2 separate regions of the Arachis hypogaea genome follow, and region 2 is linked to region 1. The links are chromatin contacts, called in public Hi-C maps. All regions are on one chromosome and are shown on one strand. Each heading gives the region's core, a stretch centred on a gene start, on an enhancer-like site or on the middle of the called end of the contact. The rest is flanking DNA. Distances are from core to core; before and after follow the strand shown.

Region 1 (6,071 bases), core at 1,268-3,767:
ACATAACACCATTGCAATTCCCCGGCAATAGCGCCATTTTGATGATTGGACTTTTGTGTGGTCTAGAATTCACAATTGAAATCTCGTTGCAAGTATAGTTTCTAAACCAACAATATTCCTTTCATACAAAAATTTGGTTATCACAAGTAACAAATCCCTAAAATTATAAACCGAAGTATTCAAACCTCGGGTCGTTCTCCCTAGGAATTGCAAACAAATGTTCTTGTTATTGGTTATGAGGTATTGTTTGGGGTTTTTGGAATAATAGGCAAGAAATATAAATGGCAAAGGAAATAAACTAACAATTAACAAAGCTCTTGGCAAGGTATGAGAGCTAGAAGTCCTATCCTAGTTATCCTCCTCAATTGTGACCACAAATTATCCATTGCTACCACTTCGTTAACCTCTAATCATGGAGGAAAGTCAAGTGGATGAATCAACTTGATTCCACAAGTCCTAGCCAACTCCCAAGGGAAAGACTAGCTTTAGTGGTATCCAAATCAATTAGCAACTTCTAATTATCAATCAGCAAAGAAATTAGATAACTCAAGCGTCACTAATTACTCTACCAAAGCCAAGAGGAGAAAATTCTATACTAAAATCCAACCAAGCATTTCATCAAACACTTGGAAGGCATAAAAGGAAAACATAGTAAAATAGCAAGGAAAGTAAATCTACACTACTCAATTGCAAGGAATTAAACAACAACAAATCAAATCAACAATAAAGGAACATGAATCATAAATTGCATTGAAAGAGAAATAGAAGAACAAAAGTGCATCAACATAAAAGTAGAGAATTACATGAATTAAATGCAAAACTAGAAAGAGGAAAGATAGAAGAAGAAGAATTTCAAAGAGAAAAGTAAATCAGAGCATGAAATTAAACTAGATCTAAGAGTTCCTAATCTAGATCTAACCTACTCCTAATTCTAGAGAGAAGTGAGAGCTTCTCTCTCTAGAAACTAACTAAAAGCATGTGAAAACTAAAATAAAACTAAACTAATGACTAGGTGTCTCATCCCTCTTCAATCCTTGGATCAAATAGCATCAAAAATGAGTTGGATTGGGCCCACAAGGCTTTAGAATTCGCTGGCCACGTATTGCTTTAAGTGGATCATATGGCAGCAACGACGCGTGCACGTATAGTGTGCGTACGCATTACCATACGTGTAGCAACTATAGCAAATCTTATATCGTTTCGAAGCCCCAAATGTTAGCTTTCCAACGCAACTGAAACCGCATCATTTGGACCTCTGTAGCTCAAGTTATGGTCGATTAAGTGCAAAGAGGTCGGCTTGATAGCTTTTGCGATTCCTTCATTTCTTCATGAGTTCTCCATTTTTACATGCTTTTCCTTCATTCCCTTGATCCAATCTTTGCCTCCTAAATCTGAAATCACTTAACAAACATATCAAGGCATCTAATGGAATCAAGGTAAATTAAATTTAGCTATTCTAAGACCTAAAAGCATGTTTTCACTCTTGAGCACAATTAAAGGAGAAGTTATAAAACCATGCTATTTCATTGAATAAATGTGAGGAAAGGTTATCAAAATGCTCTAAATTCATCACAAGATAAACCCTACAAATGGGGTTTATCAGGTATCCCAGGGCTGATCACCCCGGGAACCACTAAGCAGCAAAATGCAATAAACAGCTATGGTCTAGCTTAGCTAGTCCCCAACGAAGCGGTAAACAAGTATAAGCGAATAGCTAATTACCAACAAGACGGTAAGAAAACAGCAAGCAAATTGATTACCGACAAAGCAAGAAACAAGCATCTCGTTTTATACCGACAAAACGGCAATCAAGTTTACTAAAGCAGCATTCAAAGATCTACATATTACAAAAAGCCAAAATACAAAAGACCACATCACTTCTTCAGCATATCAACAATTTTACCATCTTTGATGGTCTTGAAGACGCTAACTGCGGAGGTGTCGAAGTCGGGAGCCAGCAATTTTACTTGAGCTTTGAGAGCCTCCTTAGTCATCAATATGGCATTCTTACCTTGCCTCACGGTTTCTTTGTACTTCTTTTTTAAATCAGCTGCTTCATTCTTGGCCGCGGTTGCCGACGAAAGAGCTTCGTCGCGTTCTTTCTCGAGCTCCTTCACCCGGTCTTGAACAGTGTTGAGCTGACCCTCCAAAGTGAGCTCCCGCTCGGTAAGCCGCGCCACAGCAGCATCGGAGGTCTTGACCTTCTCCTCAGCATCAGCTAGCTGCTCCCGAAGTGATTTGACTTCAACCTTGTACGTACGGTACATCCATCTGGCTTGCAAAGCGAGATCCCCGCCATAGAAGAATTCCTCCGTGCCGGGGAGCAGTTGGGAATCAATGAAGTTCCCGGCGTCGAAGTTCTTTTCCATCACTGTAAGAACTCCTTTAGGAGTGGACGATGGTTTCCTCTTTTTCAGGTTGTCAACGACAACCACTTCCGGCCCCTCAACCTCCACCTCGATCTCTGGCCGGGGACCCTAACCAGCACTGGTCCCAATCACCTCTCCCTGGGTAGGTTGGGACTGAACCCCCGCCTCGACGGTGTCATGGGGATACGCCTCGTTGTCGGGGGTAGCGGTGTCATCATCCCTACCACTGGCGAGAAAGGTGTTGAACAAGGCATCAAGTCCAACCTGTGTGCCAGCCATGGATACTGCAACAACAAAAGAGGTCGTTAGTCGGTAAACCGGTCGAACAAGTATACAAACAATAAACACGAGGAAACCAGGCGACCACTCACTTATATAACTCCTAGCCATGTCCCGATCACCCATAAGGAGATGGGGATTAACGTGATTCTTCCCAAAGACAGCCAACAACGCGTCGGCAACCCTCTTGTTCTCGGGAGATAACCCTTTGTACGTCATCTTAGTAAAGGCGTTAGCTCTCGCCCCGAAACTCCAGTAAGTCGGGATGCGACGTTCCCCCTCCAACGTCAACCAAAAGGGATGTAGACCCTCAACTGGGTAGACCTTAAAATACTTATCCATGAAACCATGGTACGAATCCTCAAACAGGCCGAAGATCCTCCGACCCTGGGCTGACCGGAAAGACATGAAGCCCCTTTTGGCCCTCCCCTCCTTAGAGGGGTTCGTCAACGTAAAGAGAAATAAAAACACCTCGACGGAGGTCGGCAGTTCTAGGTACTCGCATACCATCTCGAAACAGCGGATAGAGGGCCAGCTGTTCGGATGCAACTGAGATGATGCCACATCGCAGCGATTAAGCAGCGCCATTTGAAAGGGGGAGAATGGGAGGCAAACTCCCAGGCGAGTAAACATAGTTTGTACAACCAGATCCAATCAGGGATCCGGGGAGAGTGTAGGTTTAGTTGGTATATCCGTTCGTTATCGGCAGGAACAAAATCCGCATAATTGGCCTCCTCGTCGCGCCCTCCGCAAAGATACTCGGCTTGTCAGAACTCGGTAAGTTCCTCTAGGGTCATTTGGTTAGGGGATTCCTTCACATCCGAAGTCACCCAAGCATATCGATCGTAGGGCTGCGCTCTCGCGGCGGGGACCCTCATGACGGGACGCTGGGCCATACCTACAATGGGGAACCACTCAAAGTCAGTCTAAGAGATCGAGAAGCCGGCACTACTACCAGAAAGCTACAGTTTGCCTACAGTTAAACAAAGCCTATATCTATGGTTAAAAACAGAGCTTAAGCATTAAAATCCTAAAATGGTTACCCCCTTAATACCTATGAACTAAAACTATTCAAGCACTCAGTTAAGTGCACATGCAGAATCGAAGCAAAAAGAAAAGCAAGACGTACAACAACAGGAAAGCATATCCAGATTAAGGAGGAAAAAGGGAACTTACCAGGATGAGGGTAATGACATGAAGAAGCCAAAAAACTAGGGGAGACTTGAACGAGGTAGAGAGTTGCAGCAAGGAATTTGGAATAAAGAAGGAGAATGCGAAAGAAGTGTGATGATAGTAAGGAAGTGAAAGTTGAAACTGAATGGAAAACAAAAAGGGAAACTGCCCCCAAGAAGCGCGAAAGGCAAGGGTAGAGCAGTCATTTCACACAGGGTTTTGAATCACCCATTATGAGCATTAAATACTCAACACGAAAAACGAGGCGAGAAACGGCGCACTCCTGCAATGAAGAAGCTCACACGCGCGCAGAAGACGCGTCCCGATCACGAGCGACCGACAAAGTGACAGCACACATGAAGAGGAGCAAAACGCACCAACAATGGTGCTCACGGCCATAGCTGGCGCGTTGGGGGCACTGTTACGGCCTGACCCAGCCTGTACGGCATGACCCGGTACTAAGCACGGGACGACCCGACTCGATAGGGCGCCCCGCATCCGTCCATGACCTGGACACCTGCACCCTTGCTGCCAACCACATGACAGCTGGGAGAGGAAGCTTCCTAGGAGGAGACCTCTCCTATAGAGCCTGCCCTACTAACAGGGTATATATGGGGAGGGTCCTACCCCTCCCCAATGTACGTCACTACCACGCTTACTCTCATAGCTGCCTGCGTACTTCCTGACTTGGGTGTCGGAGTATCATTGCAGGTAGGGGTGGCAAAACGGGTCGAGTCCGCCGGGCCGATCCGCTAAACCCGCTAAAAAAGGCGGGTCGGACTATGATTTGGAGCCCGCCAAATTACAAAAACCCGCCAAACCCGCACCGCCAAATTGACGAGTTTTGGCGGGGTGGGGCGGGCCGGTCCGCCGAGCCGAAGATTTTTATTTTTTTATTTTTATTAAATAAAAGAGTGATTACTATTATAAAATTAATAATTATAGAATTTTTAAACACTTTTTTTTTCATTTTTTGTTTTTATTCTTCTTTTAGTTATTAATTTTATTTATTTTATTTTACAATTTCATATATATGCTCAAATTATGTGACTTATTTTTTAAAATAAAGATGATTCTATTGACAAATATTATTTTGAACAATTTTATTGAAATTAAAAATAAAAAAACAGTAAAAAAATTATATTATAATTTGACTATTTTTTATTTGTATTTAATTTTTTAATTATTATTTTTTGGTTAATTTTAATGAATTTTATTTAAAAAAAAAAAAAAAGAAGCGGGCTAGCCCGCCAACCCGCCAATCCGCCATAAAGTGGGGCGGGCTAGCATTTTGAACCCATTTTAGTTGGCGGGGCGGGCCGGTCCGTCCCGTTTATAGGGCGGGCTTAGACGGGGCGGGACGGGTTGGGGCGGGCCGGCCCGCTTTGCCACCCCTAATTGCAAGTGGCTCCCCCCATACTTCACGAAGAGCTTGGGAGATCGTTTACCCACACGTCTCGCACACAGGTCCTGATCCAAGCTGGTTCCCACCTCCTCACCTGGAACACCTCTCCAACCCGTCTGAAACCCCGAGTAACCGAACATAAAATTTGCCTAATTTATCGGTGAACTTTATTAATTGTTTTAAAATTGGCTTAATTTTTTGACAAATTTCCAAAAATTACACAAAGTCCGCTTAAGAAAGCCGCAAATTTGGCTGTGCTTCCTGAAATTTACCTAAGCTAGAGGCAAATTTTCCTGCACCGTTCCTTCATTATTTTTTTATTAGATTTATCTTTATTTTTTTATTTTACACCACGATTAAATATTACTAAGTACAATAAAATAATTATTTATTAATATTTTTTATAATGTTCACTAATATTTTTATTGTACTCATTGATACTTTTATAGTATAACGAATATTTTTTAGTAGTGTATCAATATTTGTTAACATACTTATGGATTAAATCTTTTTATACAAATTTAATAAATACACATGTAAGTTCATATTGGTTAGGAATGTTTGCACTGCGGTTTGATTTAATTTTAACTAAAAAATTATTCAATTCGAACGTTTAATTTATATGCGGTGCGGCTTGGATTGGGTAAATTTTTTTAAAAATTCGATCCGATCCGATCCGATTATAAACGGTTTGGATTGGTTTAGATTTGTGATTTTTTAAATAAAAAAATTAAATACATATAACAAGTCTCAACATCAAATTTTAAATAATCAATAATGACATAACAAATCTTAACAATATTTAAAAAACCAACAATAACATAACAATAGAAATAAAATTATAG
Region 2 (6,071 bases), core at 1,833-4,332, 240 kb before region 1:
AATTCAGCAGGGAATTCAAGAAAATAAAAAAGACATTTCTTCAGATAAAGAGGTAGCTTCAAATTGATTGCATTGATTGTTTCAAGCCAAGGTTTTTTATCTTGATCGAGCTCCTGTAGAACTTTTGACCACTCCTCCGTGGTGGCCTCCGTATTTGAAAGCAACTCGCTCATTCTCAATATTTGTGATGGAAGGCCACCACATTTTGTCACAATATGTTTTCCAACCTCCTTCAGTTCTTCAGAAATGTTCACCTTCAGATTTGTTTTGAACATTATCCAGCTATTTTGATCATCCAATAAGTGTAGCTGGTGAACAAAGGTTCTTGCAGCTGATGCTTGTAACACCATGTTTGCATTGCGACTGGTAATAAGAAGCCTCCATGCTGGTGACACATCGATTATGGTCTTTCTCAAGGTACCCAAGACCTCATAAGTTTCAATGTTATCAACAACTACGAGACATCTTTTATTCCCCACGAAGTGTTTTAGTTCTTGAATCATCTCTTGTGTTGTGCAACTGAGTTCTTGACCTGCCATAATCTCCTTGGCTATATCCTCTAGTAGCTTTTCAGCCGTACAACCGGAGGGCACTTGAACCCAAGCTCGACACTCAAATACATCTGTAACAGCCTCATTCTCAAATATCAATCTGGCTAGTGTTGTTTTGCCCGTGCCTTCAATTCCCACTATTGAAATAATGCAGCTGCTTACCTCTTCCGAGAGTAACTGATCCATCAAAACCTTGACATCATCGAACCCAATGATACTCGACTCTTTGCGTAATCGAGCCACTGAGACTGACTTGGGATGGGGCTCAAGTCGCACCGAACCATACTTCCTTCCTTTTCTTGTGGCATCTTGAATCTTGCTTTCGATGGCATCTATCTTCCTGCTAAGTTTAAATCGGGTCCAACACTTCATGATGCGGATGTGGATTGGTGCATTCTCCAAGTTACAATTAGTAGTATATTCTTGGATGACATTTTCAATTTTACGAGCAATGCCTTTCATTTCTTGAATCCACACTTGGGATCTTCCATTGAGTTCCCCCATCTCTTGTACATCTTGAAACAGAGCATTCATGAGTTGCATTTCCCTCGGGAGTGATCGGACTCTCTGTTTGAGACTCTTGACATGTCGGTATGAGGGCGTAGCTTTTGCAATTGGATCCTTCTCGGTGCCAAAATCATGATTGTTATCAACATGAACCGCACTAGTGCTGGTTTCTCCCTCTTGGACTTGGATGCTTGGCCCCGATGAGACTAGCCCACTTCCTTCATCCATATTTGCAATGCCATAAATGTTCTTCCTGTCTAAGACAACAAGGATTTCAAACAAGCAGCCATTGATGTCATTCGCAAATTTAAGTTTGTTGAAAAATCCACCCTCTTGATGTACAGCATCCTGAAGTGACCGAGCATTCTGAGCCACCAATTTTAATTGCTCCAGCCATGCTTGCTGTCTGTTATTCAGGCCTTGCACACTTGCAATATCACTGAATAATGCATCCATTATTGCCAAGTCTCGTTGGGTTGACTTCAAATTGCTCTCAGTTGACCTCCACAATGACACACCCCATATAACAACCGAAGCGATTAAAGAACAAAACTCAAGTATCATTGCCCACAACCCGAAAACTGCGGAGAAGACGAAAATTGCTAAATCAATTGCAAACATAAACATCAGACTAATTAACATTTTTAATTTCTTAAATTTGTTCTTCTTGGGGAGATTCTTTGCGAGCCTTTTTTTGGGATTCAGAAAAGATATGATAACTTGCATGAAAACAACAAATACGAAGAACGGTATGGAATTCAGTTCAGGGTCGGTGGCGATGGGATAAAGAACATAATAAATGAAGCACGGGATTTTTGAAAGTATCACGCGTCTCAAAGTCAAGTTTGGAACATGCACTGATCTTGTTATTTTGTCGCCTATAGAATCCAAATCTGCCTTGCCAATGCCGTAAGTCAAGGATCTGTGAAGCGCTTCTCCAATTTGTGTATTGATATGCTCCATCTTCTTCTTAAATTTCCATTCCAGGGCAAACAACCAACAAGGGCGACACCTAGCCTTATCCTTTCTTGTGGCAATGAAGGTCTCAACAGTATTTTCCGTAAGATCACAGATACTCCTCACTTCCTCCAACCAGATGCCTTCTCTTTGAGTTGTTGATTTCAAACTGGAGACAATGCTTTGCATGGCCACAAGTTCATCTTTTGCTTGTTCTACCATCTTGATCACGTTCCAGTGCAGAACCAACTTTTCACTGATGAGGTTAGAAAGCAGTTCTATAGCTTGGGATAACATGGGAGCTGAGGTTTCTCCTGGTTCAGATTCAACGGTCACACGCAAATTGTCCATCTGCTCTTGCTTACGTGGTTCAGATTGATAGATGTCTCCCATCTTGCGGCTGATCCGGTCCAGATCTTTGCCAACTCTGTATCTCACAAACAAATAGTGAATCCCTCTCCTCCGCTTCACTGAGTTGAAGACAAAGGTTTGAATGACATCCTCTGCCTCAAGAGCGACTTCGTTCAACTTATCTACCCAATCATCGAAGCCTTCCCAGCTTCCACGTTCAACGAGGTACAGCTGCATTAGCCTAAGTTCCTTCTCTATGGACTCAACATGGCTCGCTACTCCGCCCAACACTGCTGACTCTTGAATCAGCAATCTAGATAGGTTCTCCCCAACGAAACCGATTGTCAACTCGGCGGCCATGTTGACGTTTTGGGGCGATGATCCAAGAGAGATGCAAGCTCTCTTTACTTTGTTGTTCTTGTTAAGATGGGTTTACTGTTTAGCCATTTTCGATAGCATATCAACATATCAAAAGTGATATAGTTGTCTGTTAAGAAACAATGCTGAATGCTGAGTCTAGATCAGGTGCTCAAATTTAAACCGATTCAAATTAAACTTCTCATTTAATTCAATTTAAATCGAAAATCGATTAAAATCGTATTAATTTAGATTTAATTGTATTCTATTTTTTACAAACCGTAGATCGGATCGATTTTCGAATCTATTTTTCACAATCGATCCGATCCAATTCAATCCAAATCGAACAATGTGTTATAATATTATTATTTTATTATTATATTTACAATTATACTTATAACATATTTAATTTGTTATATTTTTATATTATTCATGTATTATTATTATTTAATAAATATTTTATGTTCAAAATGTGATTTATTTATTTAGAGTATATACCCATTTTGGTCCTCAAAAAATTTCAGACTGGACACTTTAGTCCCCAACTAAAATTAATTACTCGATTGGTCCCTAACAATTAACTCCGTCACTCACTTAGGTCCTTTACTCCGTTAATTCTAACGGAAGACAAAATAGTCCCTGACAACTCTAACAGGGGACAAAATGGACCCTGATCTCTTCTGTTCGAAAACGACACTGTTCTCTCCCAATTTCCATCATATCTCGCATAGCACTAACCGTCTAACACTATAACTTCAAACTACACAATGCACACTCTATAAATTTAATGTTCACAAGAAAAAAAAAAATCCTCAACTTGTTCTCAACCAATTCATACTCAGGAAACTAATGCTTATGTCTCTCAACTAGTTGTCGTCTTCGATGGATCCCATGAATCTAGATAGCAAGTCTGATTTGTTAAGACTTGTCGTCGTCGTTGCCATCTCCCTCCTCCTCTGCCCTAACATCTCCATGACCACATTGTCCACCACTACCATCGGTTCCTTCAGCTTCTTCTCCGAACCAATGTTCAGTAATCGCTTCAGTTTCCATATAAGCGACAACGGCGACATTGCTCGTTGTAATAGTTTGGATGCGAGGTCAAAACTGTCTCCCAACTTGGACTCCGAAAAAGAAGGAATGAAGCACTCAGTGTCTATTTCAAATGAGAATTTGCATATGATGTCGAAGGAGAATCTTTTCATGATGTCCTAATGTCCAACAATCTATATTGCTTGCCGGAGAGTGGAGAAAGGTGTGCCCTTGGAGCAATTGTGGAACTTGGTCTTGAGGATGTCGTGGACGTTGTTGGGGTTGGAGGTGATGTTATCAAAGACGTGGAAGTAGATGCTTTTGGTGGGTGAAGTGCAGAGGAGGTGGATGTATCAGTCACAAAGATTTAGGAAGTGTGTGGTCCATGACATGTTGAGGTAGGTGCGACACGTGTGACAATTACACCATGACTTAATCTTGGAGCTAAAGAGGAGGAAGGAAAAGATGGAAAAGAAGACTCTGAAGGTGAAGAAAGAGAGTATGAATGTTAGGGTTATGCGAGATATGATAAAAATTGGAGAAAAATAGTGTCGTTTTTGAATAAAGGGGCCAGGGATCATTGACGTTAGGATTTTTGCTGGTAAAGAATTTTATAAAAATAGTCGCGTTGTAGATATAGTTTCTAAACCGACAGAAATTCCTTCGTACAAACGTTTTGGTTGTCACAAGTAACAAACCCCTTTAAAATTAATAACCGAAGTATTTAAACCTTGGGTCGTCTTCTCAAGGAACTGCTGTTCTTACTATTAGTTATGAAGATTGTAAATTGGGGATTTTGAAAGTAAGGAACAAGTAATTTGAATGACAAGTAAAATAAATAAATAACTGTAAAACACACTTTTGGCAAGGTATGAGAAATTGGAAGTCCTATCCTAGTTATCCTTATCAATGGAGACGAGAATTGAATCTTAATCCCACTTAGTTAGCCTTTACTAAAGCAAGGGAAGATCAAGTGGATTAATTAGTATGATCTTCAGGTTCTAGTCAATTCCTAAGAAAGGACTGGAATTATTGAAGTTCAATTCAATTAGCAAAGATAACAATTATTGATCACGTTGAGTTTGATAACTCCTGAGTTACTGATTTCTTAACCAAGACTAAAAGGGAAAAGTAAATCTACTCGAATAAAAATATCTTCAGGTTGAAAGTAACAGTAACATAAACAAAAGAGAGCAATCATAAACTGAAATACCTCAAATAACATCAATTAAGAGAATTATCTGTAACATAGAAAAGTACATAAATTAAATTGAGAAGATAATAAAAAGAAAAGTTGAACCTGATAAAAAGGGACAATCATGAAAGCAAGAAAAATCCTAAATCCTAATCCTAAGAGAGAGAGAGGAAAGAATCTCTCTCTAAAAACTACATCTAAATCATCAAAAGTAAATAATTGGAGACTCCTTTTTTGAATGGATGCATTTCCCCACTTTATAACCTCTAATCTGTGCTTTCTGTACTTGGATTTGGGCCAAAAAGGGCTTCAGAAATCGCTGGGAGCGTTTTCTGTAATTTCTGGTGCGTGGCCTTTGTCACGCGTCCGCGTGGGTCACGCGGTCGCGTCATCTGGAGTTTTCCTTATCACGCGTTCGCTTCGGTCATGCGTCCGCGTCATCTGCGTTCTGCTCAAGAGGCGCATTCGCGTCATTCACGCGTTCGCGTCACGCTCTCTTCGTGCTGGGCATGCGGCCGCGTCGTCCACGCGTTCGCGTCGCTGCCAGTTTCTTCAAAAACTCCATTTTGTACTTTCCTTCCATTTTTGTATATTTCCTTTCCATCCTTTAAGTCATTCCTGCCTTAGAAGATCTGAAACTACTCAACGCACAAATCACGACATCGAATAGTAATAAAGGGTAATTAAAATAATTATTCTTAAAGCATAGGAAACATGTTTTTCACATATCTCACATAATAAGGAAGGGAAAGTAAAACTATGCAATTAACATGAATAAGTGAGTGAATGATTGAATAAATCACTTAAATTAGGAACAAAATATATCATAAAATATGGGTTTATCAATCATTTTGTCCCTTGTTAGAGTTGTCAGGGATCATTTTGTCCCATGTTAGAGTTTTCAGGAACCATTTTGTCTTCCGTTAGAGTTGACGGAGCCAAGGACCTAAATGACTGACGAAATTAATTGTTAGGGACCAATCGAGTAATTAATTTTAGTTGGGGACTAAAATGTCTGGTTTAAAATATTTTGAGGACCAAAATGGGTATATACTCGTTTATTTATTTTCACTTACTTATAATTTTATTTCTATTGTTATGTTAACGTTGGTTTTTTAAAA

What was found. Hi-C and Micro-C count contacts between places; a contact is called where the count stands out from the background.
Region 2: a Hi-C map of leaf shows a contact between it and region 1, with 4 times the contacts expected there. The contact joins the promoter of LOC112778850 here to the enhancer-like site in region 1. A contact is called at or near these places in 2 of 8 Hi-C or Micro-C datasets (leaf and an unstated tissue).

Annotation. Positions count from the first base shown.
Region 1 is chr19:137,874,502-137,880,572 of arahy.Tifrunner.gnm2.J5K5, reverse strand. No RefSeq gene overlaps it. Among protein-coding and RNA genes, the nearest start is that of LOC112778847, 10 kb to the left of the region's middle. Within about 2 kb of position 2,517, at least 1 of the 3 cell types and tissues checked has open chromatin away from gene starts, as enhancers often do.
Region 2 is chr19:138,110,435-138,116,505 of arahy.Tifrunner.gnm2.J5K5, reverse strand. LOC112778850 (probable disease resistance protein RXW24L) reads right to left here and starts at 3,082. Exons shown (of 2, transcript XM_025823128.3): 1 at 1-3,082. The coding sequence starts at 2,726.